2 separate regions of the Mus musculus genome follow, and region 2 is linked to region 1. The links are chromatin contacts, called in public Hi-C maps. All regions are on one chromosome and are shown on one strand. The core of a region is the stretch at or near the end of the contact, and the rest is flanking DNA. Distances in the headings are between cores, read along the strand shown. Region 1 overlaps Dpyd (dihydropyrimidine dehydrogenase). Region 2 has its middle 78 kb from the start of Rwdd3.

What was found. Hi-C and Micro-C count contacts between places; a contact is called where the count stands out from the background.
Region 2: a Hi-C map of the N1E-115 cell line shows a contact between it and region 1, with 4 times the contacts expected there. The contact joins two enhancer-like sites. A contact is called at or near these places in 3 of 484 Hi-C or Micro-C datasets (the N1E-115 cell line, embryonic fibroblasts and nephron progenitors).

The regions. Positions count from the first base shown.
Region 1 is chr3:118,672,838-118,677,514 of GRCm38.p6, reverse strand. It overlaps Dpyd (dihydropyrimidine dehydrogenase), which reads right to left. Exons shown (of 23, transcript NM_170778.3): 3 at 2,944-3,026. Among named protein-coding and RNA genes, the nearest start is that of Dpyd, 110 kb to the right of the region's middle. Within about 2 kb of position 2,239, at least 33 of the 459 cell types and tissues checked have an H3K27ac peak or open chromatin away from gene starts, as enhancers often do. A contact at or near this core is called in the N1E-115 cell line, where this site is marked.
Region 2 is chr3:121,090,861-121,095,537 of GRCm38.p6, reverse strand. No RefSeq gene overlaps it. Among named protein-coding and RNA genes, the nearest start is that of Rwdd3, 78 kb to the left of the region's middle. Within about 2 kb of position 1,802, at least 4 of the 459 cell types and tissues checked have an H3K27ac peak or open chromatin away from gene starts, as enhancers often do. A contact at or near this core is called in the N1E-115 cell line, where this site is marked.

The DNA of each region.
Region 1 (4,677 bases), core at 990-3,489:
ATGACTAGTTCCTCAAGGGCACAACCTGTATCCTTCAGGTCTGTAATCATCACCTGATGTGTTACAGATCTGAAAGTAATATTTTTTAAAAAGGCAAATAATGGTCTCTATCCCTACAAGGTGCTTTCTCCCTGTACTCTAACTCCACAGAACAGTAAGTTTATTATAGTTTTACACCCCAAATTATCATTAAAACCATAAAAGTTCTAAAAAAAATTCCTTGAAATATTTAACTTTTTTGTTTTACAGAACACTAGATTCTATATAAAGTTGATCTGCATCAAAGTCTAACAAAAATATTTTCACAGAGCCTGCCGATATCAGTCCCTTTGCTAACTGATGTTTGCCTAAATTATTTCTGAATGTCTAATGCTGCCCCAAACCTGTTCTGGGGTCTTGGTGCTATCACTGTCCCAGTAAAACTCTTACTGCTCCATTTCTGCTTATGAATTCATGACATAGAAGAAACTTATTATTGATCAAAAAAGTCTATCTACACATATGGTTGTAGTTAAAAAAAAAATTCATCTTGTCTTCCAACACAGCCTTGCTGTTTTTCAAGCAAACCTTGACAGTCCACTCTATACTACACTGTTTCCTCTATACTACTCTACTTCCAACACTGTCTTTTAGCCTCTGTGATCCTCTTCAATTAATTGCCTGTGTTTAGTATTGGTTTTCTGTGATCAGTTCTTCTGAACTGATGCATTATTTTTTCTTCTTGAATTCCATCTATGGTCTCCTCTGTCTAGATATTTTCATGTGAAAGAATGAGCCCCTGATGTATTAAAAACAGAAGGTGCCCACCGACATGATGCTATACAGTCTAATGCTACCGGTTGCTAAATTATTTCACTGCGTCTGGTGAGTCCAGACATGAATGTGTGTGCATACATATGTGTAGGTGGACACATAAAATAGTCAGCCTAAGTAAACAAGTGCATTTCACCACCATGTGATTAAATTCTGAATTGAATTATCTGGACTGCTGCCCTACTCACTGCATGGGTAGTCAGAGGTCACCCCAACTACGTAATTAATGCTGTGTTCCCACCCCCATCCATTCATTCTGATTTTACGAGCAAGATCTCCCTGTATGGCATAAATAGTAGTGATTTTTTAAATTGGCAGAATTTAATAATGATCTTTTTTATCTACAGCTCTCCTACAATTCTCGACTTGGTTTTTCTGGAGGACAGATCTCCTCCAATGCTCACAAGTCCTTGTGTTCACTGTGTTTCCCCATTCACATCCATATCCATTCACATGGCCCTTTTCAGTTCTCTCTGTGGTTTTGGTCTTCAGTTCTTTTATTCAAAAGCATGAGAGCTGGCATCCTCTTTGTCTTCCTGTTTTCAACGTGTTTATTTCAAGATGAATAGAAATTAAATTGCCAAAATAATTGGTTTCTAAATAGATATTAGTATGCACATTTCATGTATTCAAAATTATAAACTCTACATAAATGGCATGTTCAATTTTTAGTGGCACCGTGGTTTTCAGTACAGAATCCAGGACATATTTAAAAACAGGAATTCATTCATAATTCCTGTCCTAGACTTTTCTACAGTATAATTTGTTTTTAATTTTTAATTTAAAATTATTTTGGATAACAAACTTTCTTAGACTGTCAGTGTATTTTATACAGACACAAATTCTCGATTGCACACTCAGTTTTATTTTTCCATCTTTTTTATTAGTAAAGGCATTAACAATAAAATAGGTTTCCTTGCTCCAGCTGGTAATTTCTCCTCCACACTAGTAATATATTATTCCCCTTTTTGTGACATCATAATCATCTATACAGAAGTACCATGTATCTTTGTGTAGAAGCTACTGTTTCCTGTAAATTTAATTACCTCCCCCTGTGGTTTTAAATAGAAGTGGCTTCAAAATGAGGGCAGCTTCTATTAAATTTAATTACTTTCTCCTGCTGCTTGCATGGTAAAAGGGATGTTGCTAAATGAGAGTGGCTTCTAAACTAAAGTATATGGTAGCTGTGTGCAAGCAATAACAAAATTGTGTTTAAACCTGCAAGCAGCCAGTCTGTTAGATTTCCTGTTTCCCGTATTTTAACTTTCTATATCTTAAAGCCATCTTAAATAACGAACTTTAAGATATTTTTTTAAAGTAACGTTAGTTTTATGAGTACAACAACAACAAGAAGAAAATACCACTGCATTGTATAAATGCAGAAGACTGCTGCTGTATGGTTCAAGCTGGGAACTTTTAGTGCTACTGTTGTTGGTGACTTCCTTGTTCTAAGGATCACAAGCTTAGTGCTCACACATTGTTAATGCCTGGTCACATTTTCTTTGATTTTGATCAAATGAATTTAAAGGATGCTTCATTAAAGGTTATTTAAAAAATGATATCAAGGCTGGAGTGAGTGTTGAGAAAATAAAAATACAAATGTTAAGTGAATAAAATAAGGTTATTCATAGGGCTTTGCATGCAAGTGGAAGTAGCTCTATGTTTTGGAATTGTGAGATAATGTAAGTCACTTTAAAATACTTTTTAAATGAAATAAAACAGAAGATGAAATGAAGAAAAAAGAAACCTTTTTCAAATTAATTATTAATTAGGAAATAGTACTCAGCTAGACTACCTTTACACAATGTTTATTTTAAACTCACAGGCAGAATTTAGATGAACAATATTTCCATTCAATCCCACAACTTAGTCTAAATATAAAACAAGACACCCCGTAAGCATTTTAAGTAACAAATTAAACATTTACATTTTTTACTGTGCACTGAGGCTTAACATTTATGCAGCTTCAAAACCAAAAGTACAGCCTCAAGGGAAGTTTCTCCACTGACAAATTAATACCTTAGAGAACAGAGCTGAATGCTGGCGATGAACTCATTTGTTCCCCCAATAATGAAGAATGACTTTTTCTTTACCACATCTGTGACTGTTGCTATGGTGACCCAGACTTACCTCACTGCTTCTCGGAGAGCTCCTCGCTCACCAAGAGTCGTGTGCTTGATGTCATCAAAATTACTCTCCAGCTTCTCACAGGTCTGCAACACATTAAAACAGTGAATTAATTTCCCACACCCACCAAAGAAATTACGTCTATGCAGTTATGTAAAAATATAATCGATTGTATTGATCAAGGGCTCATGAAAAATAGGCACGCGGCTTAATTGGGTAGGATTCATTACAATCGACAGTGAAATTCAACAGCCACAAACTCTCCAGTCCTATGATGCAGCTGCAGGAGAAATCTTCTCATCAGACTTTCTTCAAAATAGGTGTTAAAAAAAAAAAAAAAGAGTGTCACACAAAACTAGCCAAACTGCCAGGGTTTTTCAGAATAGCAATTAGTTTCCTAAAATAATCTCAGATTCGTTAAAGCCAATGCAAATTTAAAAGAGAAAAATCTGTAAAGGTAAGTTCAAAATCATATTGATAAGTGTGTATGATAATGATCTAGTTCAAAATTGGGTAATGTGTACCGAAACGGAGCGGGCCAAAGTATGAAAAAAAAAGTGCCAGATAAACATCACAGATAAACCTTATAGGTAGCAAATACACCATTGCCAGTACATTGGATTTTCTAAAACTAAATTTAATTTATAAGCTACACTTATAATTTAATGGTACACTTTACACCAACAATTGTATATAACTTAATAAGTATCAAAAACATAGAACTGATATCAAATTTTAGCCTAAATAGGTAATTATTTTAATTTTTCAAATATTTAGGTCACAAAACAATAGTTTTGTACTTTGTTCTTTGTAGGGTTTTTTTTTTCTCTTGTTTTCAATTTTACAAACTGAAAAGTAAATAATAATTAAATTTAATTATGAATGTATTATTTGTTTCCCAAGTTATAAAAACAACATGCTGGGCTTCAGAAGACTACAGAACTTAGATTATTGATTTCCAATGTACAAGGGTAAATTAATTTCCAACCTACTAATATGCAATTCATCATTCCCCCTGAAGTCCTTCATTTTTGTGTAGCTCAAGTTAAGGACAAGATCATCTTGATGCATAACCAAATTGTTTTATGATGGAAATCTAAAATATTTCTAAAATAATTTAAATATAAAAGTTTTTATATTTAATGATGCTCAATTTATTATGTTTTCTAATATATGGTTAGTGCTTTGAGTGGCCCATTTATTTGAAATATTCTTCAAAACCAGTAAAGCCTCCTTTAGCATTTTTCGGGAAGCTTTGCAATTTTGTATTTCACCTTTTGATAAGCCATGCCTTTGAGATGACATCTATATAGTTTAAGACTGGAAATCACATCATTTGGATATCAATAAAATGCTATTTCTCTAAAATACCATCTATCATTGGGAGCCACTTTCCCATAATTAAGTTTCAGTGCCTACAGAATCTATTTCTCAATAGCATTCTGATCAATTGATCAATTTTTCCACACATGTGTCAGTACTACACACCTTAACTATACATATATCCACACTAAAATGAATTAATTATTCCTACAAATTAAGATAGGGAAAAAAACGAAATTGAAAGTGGCAAAAATGGCACATGAAGAAACTTTCATGATGAAAATTCAAATAGCCAAAAAACGTCAAGTTCTATATGATTAGTGAATAGAAAAAAAAGGAAACCTTAAAACATACCTAAGCTCCAATCTGTATTGAAAATGTGTAAAATAAAAAAGATATAACGTACAGTGTTTT
Region 2 (4,677 bases), core at 553-3,052, 2.4 Mb before region 1:
AGAGTGCCAGCCCCAGTAGACTAAGCTTTGTTCCCTCAGTTAAAAGTCTGCTGAGTATCTTCTCTAATCACTGGCTGCCTTTGGTAGCAGCCCTTGTAGGTGTCAGGATCCACCCCTGTCAGCGGCTCTAAGCACTGACGCCCAGTGGCTGCCTGCCTCAGTTTACCAACCACATGGATGCCAAAGCTGGTCTTTGCCAACAAACTTAATTGTTCTTTGGGTGCTGTCTCCCCTCTGTCCCTCCCCAAAGAGCTTTCATTTGTCCTGGAATGCACCAAGTAGGCCCTGGGGCTTCTGCCTGCCTTTGATTTCACAACAGCCCCCCCCCCAGACATTGGGATTATGAGCATGCCCGTCTGTTTTTCACGTGAGTTCTGGGACTGGTCTCAGGTCCTGATGTTTGCACAGCAGCCACTCTTCTGCCTGAGCCATACCCATGTCTCCAGCACAGGCTGCTCTGCTACCATGGCACAAGAGCAGCCGTAGATACTGAATGAACAAATGACTGGCCATGAGTGTGCTTGGACTCCAACAGCACCTCACTTACAAAGGTAGCAGGCTGCCTGGGTCTACAGACCACGATTTGTTGGTTCCGTCTTTAGATTTACTAGTCTCCCGTTGGTTCCTCCTGTCTGCCTAGCCTTTCTCACTTCAGGGTCCAGCGCAGTCTCCAGTTCATCCCAACTTGGTCCTGACATTGAACCCTCCCTGTGGATGATGCTATTTTTTTGGGGGGGCTATGATGTCTAAGTTGTCTTATTCTATTGCATTGCTAGTTATCAGTACCTGTGTCTTCCCACCTCTCTGGCAGCAGCAGGCTCATTAACTCATTTGCTCACTTACCTGTGGTCTGTGCCCCATCCGGTTGATGCTATGCATGGTGTGAGGAAGAGTCTCTTTCTCTCTCAGGTATTTCTAGCCGCCAGAGCATGGATACTCAGCACATGGCTCATGTGAACAGAACGCAACGCCCCAAATCCAAACTGTACACTTTTAATGATTTCTCAACATCCCTTCCTTGTGACTGAGGTCCCAAGTGATGGTTTGAGGGTGTTGTCGTACTGTATTCACAGAGGATCCTTCATGCCGGCAGAGCCTGTCTTCCACATATTTCTGCGGACCCAGGAAATTTCTCCCATGGGCCTGAGTTAGGCTGATGTCTTACCTGTGTTGCCCACCATGCATTGACCTCTGACCTCTGTTTGTCTCTGCCTTTGCTGATACCATTGCCATGTCTACAGGGTGTCATCAATCCCCTTAGACTCCTCTGTTTTTTTCTGCCATCACATCAGTACTCTTTGATACCTTGCATGCTTTATGATATTTGATATGATGTTATGATATGATATCTGGGGGCCTCCAGTACCACCCTCTGATGACTGTTGCTTCTGGTAGGCACCACTACCTCTTCTAAGCACTGAGCCTACTGCCAGGATTGCTTTTGCTATGTCCCATCCTTCTAGATGCCACCCAAGCCTCATCCAGGCAACAAGAGAGTTGACGAAAAACACTCCGTTTTGTTTTGTTTTGTTTTAAGACTTGAATGAGTGTGGCTCATGTCACACTAATTGATGAATTTTCAGTCTTTATTTACCACCACGATTCTTTCCAGATATAATAGCTGCTGCTTACAGGATGTTTACTGTATGTCGGGTACCGTTGGGAGAGCTTTGTGGACATTAACCCGTGTCATCCTCTCAACAGACTCATGAGGGAGAAATATCATTGCCCTTGTCCCCACAGAGGCCAGAGTGGTTAAATATCTTACTCAAGGCCAGCACTAGGTGGCAGTGTTGAGATCTGAATTCAAGTGATCAGTTTTAGAACCCTTGTTCTTAATGACTCGTCTATAACGAAGGATCTAGATATGTGCCAGTGGGACATGGCTGACATCATACTAGATATGTGCCAGTGGAACATGCCTGGCATCATACTATCCTCTAAACCTTTCTAATATCATAGTGGGTTACACACACTGCCATTCAGTGCTGTGTGCAATAAATGGTGTGCTAACAGATCTGAGCCGTTATTCCTGCCCTCAGGCTGACATGAGGACTGTTCCCTCCTCCCTGGGTGGGAATGTTAAGATAGCTGTACCTCTCACATGAAAGAACCCTTCAGGGAAGGAAGTGAGGTTTAAATTGCAGGCAGAAAGATGAATATAATTTTGAGAGTAGGAGATGATTTTTTTTGGGGGGGGGAGCGGGAGGAGGAAAGGACATAAACAAACTAGCAAGCCATTTCAGACTTTATGGCACCCAGAGCAGGCACCTGGCCAAGGGAGGTGAATCCCATTAACCCTTTCCATCATAGCTCCTTTCCATCATGGCACTGAGATAGAGAATGCGTAGGACCTTGAGCAGTATTGGTCCTCACTCAACAATCTGGACTTGAGTAACCAAGGGAGGGTGGAAAGATAAGGAAACTAGGAAGAGTGAGTCATGAGAGCTGAAGACAGACTCCTCCAATATTCCTCTACAGTCAAAGTTTCAGTGCATGGCACAAAGCTTACACAGTGACTGCTTCATCTCTGGGGGACTATACGCATTCAGCTTTCAGAATGTTAACTGGAACGGGATCTGCTTTCTTATATTCTAATGTACATGGTTGTTCTTCTCAAAACCACTTGCATTTTCATCATTCCTCGTGACGAAGCGTTCCCTCTCCATACCTGTGCCCACCAATTCTCTAGCAGGCATGAGACTGATTCTTGAGTATTGGTCCACCATTATGATTCTAAGAAATTCTAGAACTACTTTCCTAGAGGACCCCCCATGCTGATGATCTACATCTGATCCTCTCGAGTAGTTTCACCCAGGTTAACCATTGCTCTGGGGCCCTTCTTCCAATGCCCTATTGTAACAGTGAAGAAATGAAAGCAGAAACTCTTAGTCTGGGAAGCTGCCTGCTAAACAAGTTCATCACCAGTGATGAAACTCTGAATGAAGCATCATGGAAAGCCAAGTAGGCAATTACTTATATTTCAGTTCACTTAGGTTCCATATGTTCTCCTGAGGGACACTAAGGAAGTCCTGCTGCCATGACATCACAAGGTATCAACCAAGGCCTGTGTATCAAATGTCCATTGGAAATAAATGGGTCTCTTTTACAGAAACTACCTTGGAATGTTGTCAGCTCTGCCTGAAATAAATATGTAGACTTTATTTTACTCTTGTCTGAACAGCAGTCTCATTCTCTGGCAGTTTATGTAAAACTTTGGAGGGACAGCAATCCAGCCAGTCTGCTCTATGTGTCTCCTGACTCTATACTTGTTCCCTTGCTTGCCCAGGTGGGAGATAAGGAGAGTGGGGGGGGGTTGACTTCCCACAGGGTGGTGAGTCCCACAGGAAGGCTGTGTGTTGCTTGACGAGCCTTTGAGGGATTGTAAAGCGATAACCCATCTGAAGAAACAGATTTACCAGAAACGCAAATCTTATTCTTACGACTTTCCAAGTTTTCAAAAAAGGGTGTTTTTCTTAACTGAGTTATGTAATGATTTTGTGGTTGAAGGGATTGGGGATCCTGGCAACCATCTCATTTCATTACCTGCTCTGTAAGGACCTGTAGTCCCAGGAATGTGATGTGAAATTCCGTCCACTCTGATATTTACCCTAAGAGGTATGGTTTATATAAAAAGAGGTATAAAGGTACATTCAAAGGATGGTCGACTTTGTCTTACAGTGGATTGCTTTCACTTTCTCTACATTGCCCCCAGGATTGGCCTGAGTTTAGGATAAGGCAAAATGCACCAAATACAGAGGTTCTCAGACTCTCCAACTCCAGGGTCATACTTTTCTGCCTCCATCCTTCATGTGATCCTTACCCATCCCACGGAATCCTGTTGCTTCAGCCCTCACAACAGCTCTGTTTTAATTAGCAGTGAAGAGACGCCCATGTTAGGGCTACATGAGAGAGAAACCCAATTTATAACCATCTGTAACCTAAGCTTTTTTAGCAAATCAGAAATATAAAAGCTTTAGCCATTCACATCTAAAACTCAGAAAATAAAAATATTACATGAAAAAGAAGTTGGATAGTGAAAAATAGATGCTTACAGAGTTATATAGAAGTTCAGCAGGTGAGACATGGGAGAAAAGGAAATAAAGGAAGGGGAGGGTGGAACAACAGGGCAGGATAGCACGAGAAGCATGCAGCTTGGGACCTAGGGGTGACTGGTGAGTTCACAGACCATTGTTTGCCTCTGTTTACAGTATTCGCACAATTTCTCATGTGTAGGAGAAACCCTTACCTGATGGCCAGTCTCACTCCACCTTGCTTAGCCGTGAGAAGCAGCCCACACCATTTTCAGAGCTAGTCTGGGTTGCATGCAGGCTCCTTGCTAGACCCTTGTCTCTTTAAGAGGTTGCTTGCTACAGGTCCTGCTGAATATGTAAGGAAAGTTCTAGTGTGGCATTGCCTTCAGCCTTTTTGAGAAATATGGTCTGTGAATCAAGGAAAAAAATGAAAATTAGAAATAATTACATCCTTCTTGGGATCTTAATTTTCTTCCAATTTTTTTGAGAAGTACTTCTTTTTTATAAATTTAAGTCTCAGCTTCTGATGAAGAATGCCCTTTAGGTCCCTGTTCCCTCAGCTTATCGATACATCTCTTTCTGAATCTTCATGTACCATCTGTGCTAGTTTCCACCAATATTTTTCTTTACATTAATTCAAAAT